Regions from separate parts of the Anas platyrhynchos genome. Here region 2 is linked to region 1. Evidence: chromatin contacts called from public Hi-C data. All regions are on one chromosome and are shown on one strand. Each heading gives the region's core, a stretch centred on a gene start, on an enhancer-like site or on the middle of the called end of the contact. The rest is flanking DNA. Distances are from core to core; before and after follow the strand shown. Region 1 overlaps PPM1L (protein phosphatase, Mg2+/Mn2+ dependent 1L). Region 2 overlaps PPM1L (protein phosphatase, Mg2+/Mn2+ dependent 1L).

What was found. Hi-C and Micro-C count contacts between places; a contact is called where the count stands out from the background.
Region 2: a contact with region 1 is called in a Hi-C map of skeletal muscle, with 3 times the contacts expected there. The contact joins two enhancer-like sites. A contact is called at or near these places in 5 of 8 Hi-C or Micro-C datasets (F1 follicle, F5 follicle, liver and 1 more).

What each region holds. Positions count from the first base shown.
Region 1 is chr9:2,392,909-2,396,256 of IASCAAS_PekinDuck_T2T, reverse strand. The region is part of intron 2 of PPM1L (protein phosphatase, Mg2+/Mn2+ dependent 1L); the gene reads left to right. Among named protein-coding and RNA genes, the nearest start is that of ARL14, 36 kb to the right of the region's middle. Within about 2 kb of position 1,441, at least 4 of the 8 cell types and tissues checked have an H3K27ac peak or open chromatin away from gene starts, as enhancers often do.
Region 2 is chr9:2,429,146-2,432,206 of IASCAAS_PekinDuck_T2T, reverse strand. All of the region lies in intron 2 of PPM1L (protein phosphatase, Mg2+/Mn2+ dependent 1L), which reads left to right. Among named protein-coding and RNA genes, the nearest start is that of PPM1L, 18 kb to the left of the region's middle. Within about 2 kb of position 1,301, at least 1 of the 8 cell types and tissues checked has an H3K27ac peak or open chromatin away from gene starts, as enhancers often do.

The sequences.
Region 1 (3,348 bases), core at 192-2,691:
TTGCTCGGTGTTGGCACCGTCTCCTCCAACCATCCCCAGCGCCGGGACTCTTTCCCATTTTGTTTTCCCTTCTCTGTTTGTGTCTGGCTCAGCGGCAGCCGCCAAGCAGCAGCCCACGTGCACAGAGCCTCGGCTCCAGCAGCTCCCTGCTCCAAATGATTTGCTCCCATTTCTTGTCCTCATCTGTTGAGATGCTTCAAGGAGGGGATTTTTTCTCTGGGTTCTTCTCTTTTGGGGCGGTTGTAGCGTACAGCACGGCCTTTGGGGCTGAGCTGGGGGCATCGAGAAGGTTTGGGCATGGTTCAGGTGTCGAGGACAGCGCACGGAGCTGAGCCTGAGCCAGCACCTCCCATGGGTCTTTGGCAGGGAACACCGGGGTTCTGCTGGCCTCTGGGGTGAGAGGATGCACCACTTTATCTCACAATCCTGTGTTATATCCACTACTAAACGCTGAAGCTGTCAGACTTGGATTTCAGTTCAGAAAGCTCCAGAGAGTCGCAGGAGATTGGCAAGTGATCAGCATAAAGATTACAGCTGATGGAAGCGAGCCGAAGCCCCGATCCTCCCCTTGGACAAGCGTTGTGAAACTCTCCGAAAATAACAGGTGGGATGGGAGTGATTCTGCGGAAAGGATCCAGATGGAATAATTAGCAGCAGGAGGAAAAGGGAGTGCCATGAGAGCGGGCACGGTTTCAAGGAAGCAGCGCTGGCAGCGGTGGGAAGCTCCTGGCGGAGAAGCCAGGAGGTGTCGGGGCACACACGGGCCCAACACCTCTGTTTTCTCTCACAGCACCCGCGTGTTTGGAAATTGCACCTCGAAATGCATCTGCTCCTTCACACCTCTCGGCAAACCTGCTGCTGCTCCGCCAGCTGCGGCTGCCTCCTCCTGCCTCCAGCTGGCCCTGAGCGGGTGCAGGGGGCATGGGGACAGCGAGCGGGTCGGGGACAGCATCCTGCAGGGAGGGCTTGGGGTCACCAGGAGCTGTGGGGAAGGACGCTGTGGGAGCGGTGATCTCGTGAAGCCTCGGGAGAGCTGGCAGTGCTCGTGGAGCTGCTCGTGCCCTGCTCCCCGCCAGGCTCTGCTAGCAGAGCCCATCTATGGCACGGGAAGGAAAAACTGGAGCTGGGGCACAGCGCCAGTTTTGGAATCAGAGCACAGGGTCTGGCTAGGCCTGGAGCAGACATCAAGTGCCTAGGAGTTTGGGAGAAAAAAAATACAGAAAAATAGAAATCAAATGCTGAGAGATGGCAGAAGAAAGATTTCCTAGCAGCCCTTTGTGCTGAGAAAATAATCTTGATCTGCCAAATTCCAGCTCCGTGCCTCAGAGGCCGGCAGCTGACTGAATCGGAGGAACACGAGAGGTTCACCAGAGGCAGGCACTGCGTGGGCTTCAGAAGGAGCAGCTGGGAGGGGAGCTCCTCGTCAGCCTTGGTACCGTGGCTCAGAGGGAACTGCTGCATCAGCCTTTGCTCTTGCTTTTGATAAAAATCTGAGCGAGGTTCTTCTCCTCACAAGATGCATCGTGACTGAAAGGAGGGGATCCAGAAGATGAGGAACGCACCCCGGATTTCAGCTCAGGATGTGAGAAGCACGCAGAAAGCCCCGGGGAATGCTCCCAGCCCTCCCGTGGCACCCAGGCAATGAGGTCTGGGATGCTGGGGCACTGCCTGCACGGCCCCACTGCTGGTGAAACCAAACCAGGGCCAGTCACAAGAAATCTGAAAACTGTTTTTCTTTAGAAACGTTGGCTTAGGCTTAGTTAAATTTCTGGTTAACCTCGTGGAAGTTAAAGGCTGAATGTTTCTGGGAACTTTCCAAACCACAAGCTGCCGCTGTGTCAGTTGCCTCGCTGCGCGTGCTCCTGCCCCAAGGTCTGTGCTCCTGTGCTCCTGGCGTTCTGTGCTTTCTGCCGTCCCGAGGCTCACCATGAAATCTGGAAACTTCAGGCTGGGTGCCTTTAATACACAAACACGCTGAGCGATACAAAAGGCTGAAAATCAAAGTTGCTCTCTGTTATCTCTTCAGCCCAGGAGCTTTTTCAAGGAGGCTCTAATGCAAGCGCAGAATAACTTCCAGTTGTGTCTTTGAAGTTGTGTAGTGTGATATCATGGACGTTTAATCCGTGCTGCGGCTGCTCTTAAAAACAGGCAGGAACTGCAAAGTGAAGCAGTGACACAGAGGGGCTGCTTGAACATTTAATCAGTCCCAATCCACGGCGTAAGCTGGGTTGCTGTGGGGTGGAAGGAAACCTGCTCAGGGCCGTAGCTCTGTCTGATGCTGCAGAAATGCCTCGGTTTGGGTGTAGCGCGGTGTGAGAATGTGTGAGGGTATAAAACCCACCAAGTGGTGACCCCAGTGTGTGCTTCTGTGTTGTTCCAAGGCTGAGAGTGCATTCGTGGCCAGAGCTGATGAAGACTCAGCGCATCTCCAGCAGACCCTAGGATCTGACCTGCAAGTGTTTGATTTTGGGTTGTTTGTGGTTTGTTTTTTTTTTGGGTGTTTTCATTCAGCGATGTCACTCAACTCAGGCAGCTAACACACCCACAGGAGCACTTGTTGGAACAGCGACGTTCCAGCAGCGCAGGGCTTCAGCACCAAATCGTTCAGCTGAAGGATTTCTCTTGCTGGGCCCTTGTTCCTCCCTTTAGCCAGGGATGAAAATAGCCCGAAATCTGCTTGACCTGCTGCCTTGGTAATAAGTGCCATTAACAACCCCTTGTCCTAACGAGCTAGGGAAACAAACTCACTGTGTAGTACGATATTTAATTAAATTGCGTTTCGAGAGCCTGTCATTTAAACTCTTAACTTATTGCTCCCTGCCATGGGTTTTATCTGTCCCTTTCCTAACCTCATGCCCCGGTACTTGCTCTTCCCTGGACTCGGTGAGCCAGGAGCTGACCACCCGATGAAGAGCTTTTAGGAATTCCCTTTTTAGTAAAAGCACATCCATTTTTAGAGGGAAGAAATTGCTGCATCCAGGCTCTTGTGTTTCCCCTCGCTGCAGGCCTCATTTCTGCCTTCCCTTCTCTCGGGGGCCCTGCTCTCAGCATCCATGTAGAGAAGTGGCTCTGGAGGATGAGCGTGCACCGGGACCCTTGCTGATGAGTGGCAATTAGCTGCCTTTCTCCTTAATGAAGTCCCCATCTCGGAGTCTGTGCCTTTTAATTAAGCCTTCTGTACAACTGCTCGCTGTCAGTTCTTTGCACCCGGGAAGGTTTGCGTGTGCTTGCTGAGAGGGTGTTGTAATTCTGATGGATTTTGCATATGTAGCGGTGCCTGTAAGTACCGAGCTTGAGAGATGAGAGAGCAAACAAAGCGAGGGATCCCGAGTCAAGGAGGCTTTCCAT
Region 2 (3,061 bases), core at 52-2,551, 36 kb before region 1:
AACAAATTGTTCTAGATGTGAAAAAATGTTTTCCAAGTGGACAGTGCCACGTGTGAGATGCGAACTGAGTACTTAGAGCGATGTGCAGGGGAACGTGTCCTTGTTAATTAGTTCCTGCCCTGTCAGGGTGAAGCGGAAGGGGGGTGAAGCAGAAGGGGAGCGAAGCACGATTCAAGTAACACGAATTACTGCGTCGTGCTAATTTATGAAGATTTCTGGGCTTTGCTCAAGTACAGCCAACTTTCTGGGTAAATTCTACCCTTCTCTTATGTCAGTTGCTCTCCCGTCTTACAATTTCATCCTGAATAGGTTGGCAGCCATTTACTTCAGTTTGTGGCTGCCTTGATAAACTGATAGACAAAGAATTGTAAATGCTCTGTGTTCAGCTAAGAATCTGATGAGCTGCTGCAATTACCTGTTATAGGAAATCATATTTTAGGGGTGAAATGTGATGTGTGGTGCGTAGTGCAGGCTTCCTTTCTTACGAAGTCAGCTTGTCTTTTCCTGGAAGGTTGAGCAGCACTGGTGTGGCACGGGTAGAGGGCAAAGAAGCAAGCTTAGGAGGAACGAAGAAGTTTCTGCCTGGTGTCTCCCTGGATGATTCTGGTCAGAGGAGTCTGTAAGGTGACGTGACTTGGAATCAAATCAGAACCAAATAAAGCATTGGGCTGTTATCTCATTGGCCTCTTTGGGAAGCCTAAAGATGTCTTGCACGCTTTTTTTTCTTTCTCTGTCGAGAAGTCTTGGGGCTGTGGAGGCTTGGAGAAGTAGCGAACTAGATAAATGATAAAATAAAACCCGATGAGCTTGAAAGCTGAGCAGCCAAAGGGAAGGGATGCTTAATCAGAGCGATTTAACCACATTAACTAGCAGTTACCACAGGGTCCCCTTTGGAGATCCTCAAGGCTCAAGCACCGGGCTGACCTGAGGTCTCAGTGCTGGACGAAGCAGCTCCGCTGCCAGCTGCAGTTTTGTGGCTGTGGCTACTCTGCAGGTCGTTTTATTGGTCCCACCGGGTGAGGACTTCTAAAGTAACGCTACTGACGGTGCCTTCTGTGCTGCCTGCGCTTGTTGCAGCTGTAAACGGACACAGATCATCACGGTGAGAAATTAAAGCTGAGTAATTGGCTCATAAAAAGTGTCTCGCTCTTTCTCGTAGCCTCCTTAGGCAGGGACGTGGCAAGGCTTGCTCCTTGGGAACCCGAGCATGTGGATTAGGGCATTTTGCCTGATACAGCTGGTTTCAGAGTTGCGGATAGGGTGTTGCAGTATGGGAAATGCACCTCTTTACTCACGGTGTAGGGAAGCCTAAATGCGAAAGGAGAGGATTTGCTGTATAAATAGCTCAAGTTTCGAATTCTACAAACCTTGCAAAGCCTTCTGTGCCGCAGGGCCTTGAAATCAGTAGCACAAACTTTTGGCAGAAGGCTCTGGTTACTGATTAACTTACCAAAAGAGAAAAAAAAAAAAAGGTCTGAAGATAATGGTGAGAGCCCTTCCTAATGTTGTCCAAGACTATGGAAACGAGAGTGCTGAGGTGCAGCCCAGAGCAGACGGCACCGCTCCAGCCGCGTTGCAGCAAGCCCGCCGCGTGCGTGCCAGGTGGGTGAGGTGTGGGGAGAGCTGAGCAGCCCTGAGTTGCCCTTGCAGAGCACGGCAGCTCCTCTGGGCTCTGCACGCCTGCGAGTCGGTGCTTGTGCTCCTGGCAGTGCACGGGATTGACAACCTGAGCTCGCATGTGCATAGGCCACGCTGTGATGAGCGTCGTCTTCTCAGCATTGATGGGGGGAAATTTCTTCTGCTTAACCGGAGATGGTAGTTGCCAGTTGGAAGGAAATGCTTGCCTCCTACCAAATATGGGTTGATAACAAGTGAATGACTTCATCTTTGGTTTCGTTTCTTTGTTTGTTTGCTTTCGTTTGGTTTGTTTCTGATCCTAATAGCAAAAGGTGTTTATGCTGGGAAGAGAAAGCTGAAAGTTCTGTTACTTTTCTTTTCTTTTCTTTCCTTTTTTTTTTTTTTTTTTTTAATTTGGGATCTGTTAACTAACTCACACCCTGTTCCTCTGATCCAGATCTACTTAAGCAAACTTAGCAATGAAAATGTGTCTGTTGTACTTCTGAGCAGAGGCCATTGAGGATTAATGGCTTGATATTTAAAAAAAGAAATGTAGGAATAAATGAAACAACAGCTTTGAGGTTCTGCGGATGTTGTAGCCTCATAAAGGTGAAGTCTTTGAAGCTTTGCAGCTTTAAAAAAGCAACTGCTGGGGTTACTGCTGGTTTTCCTTTTATAGTCATTTCTTTCAATTTCAGAAGAATGCTCTGCAAAGTGCCTAAGTTTGAATGAATATTTACATGGGTGAGGCCGCGTTGATCCACGGGTTTCAGATCTGCGTGTAAATTCCACAGAAGTGGCCTGCAACGTGAACCAAAACGACACAGAGGAACACTTCTCTCATTTTGCTTACTGTACCCAAATTTTGATTCTTGGATGTCGCCTTACAGGGTTAGGATTTTCACCCAACAAGACCACGGTTGTGTAATGTTTCGATCTGCTCTGTGCTCTCATTGACTCTGCAAAAATGTGACTTAAAATTGATTAAAATGGTGTAAAAACATGTAATTGGAAGCAGGGAGTCTCGTCGCTGTCATTCACAGCTGTATTACTGGGCGTGGAATTGAATCTTTTTCAATTTTTATAAACATCAAAAAGTCAATTACTTCTAAACGTGGTCTGCCAGCCTCGCTCGAACCGCTGCTTCCACGTCGGGGCCAGCTGATTGCCACTGATTTAATTACATCAGTTCTGATCCACAGGTGCTTTTAGGTTATGAGCAGTCGTTGAAGTTTCTCGGTGAGCTGGAATAAGGGGGGCAGGTCCATGGGAAGTGTTGGTGTGCGTGCTCCTGCCCCGGGCTGAGTGCTCAGCCGCTCGGCCATCGCCACAGCTGCGGGACGGGAATGTTCGAATGCTGATGGGAGCGAGCCTGGTGCTTTTCAACTTGAGACCCTGTGCTAACAGTGTCCAGCCCAAACAAATGGCTCTGGGGCACGGGGAG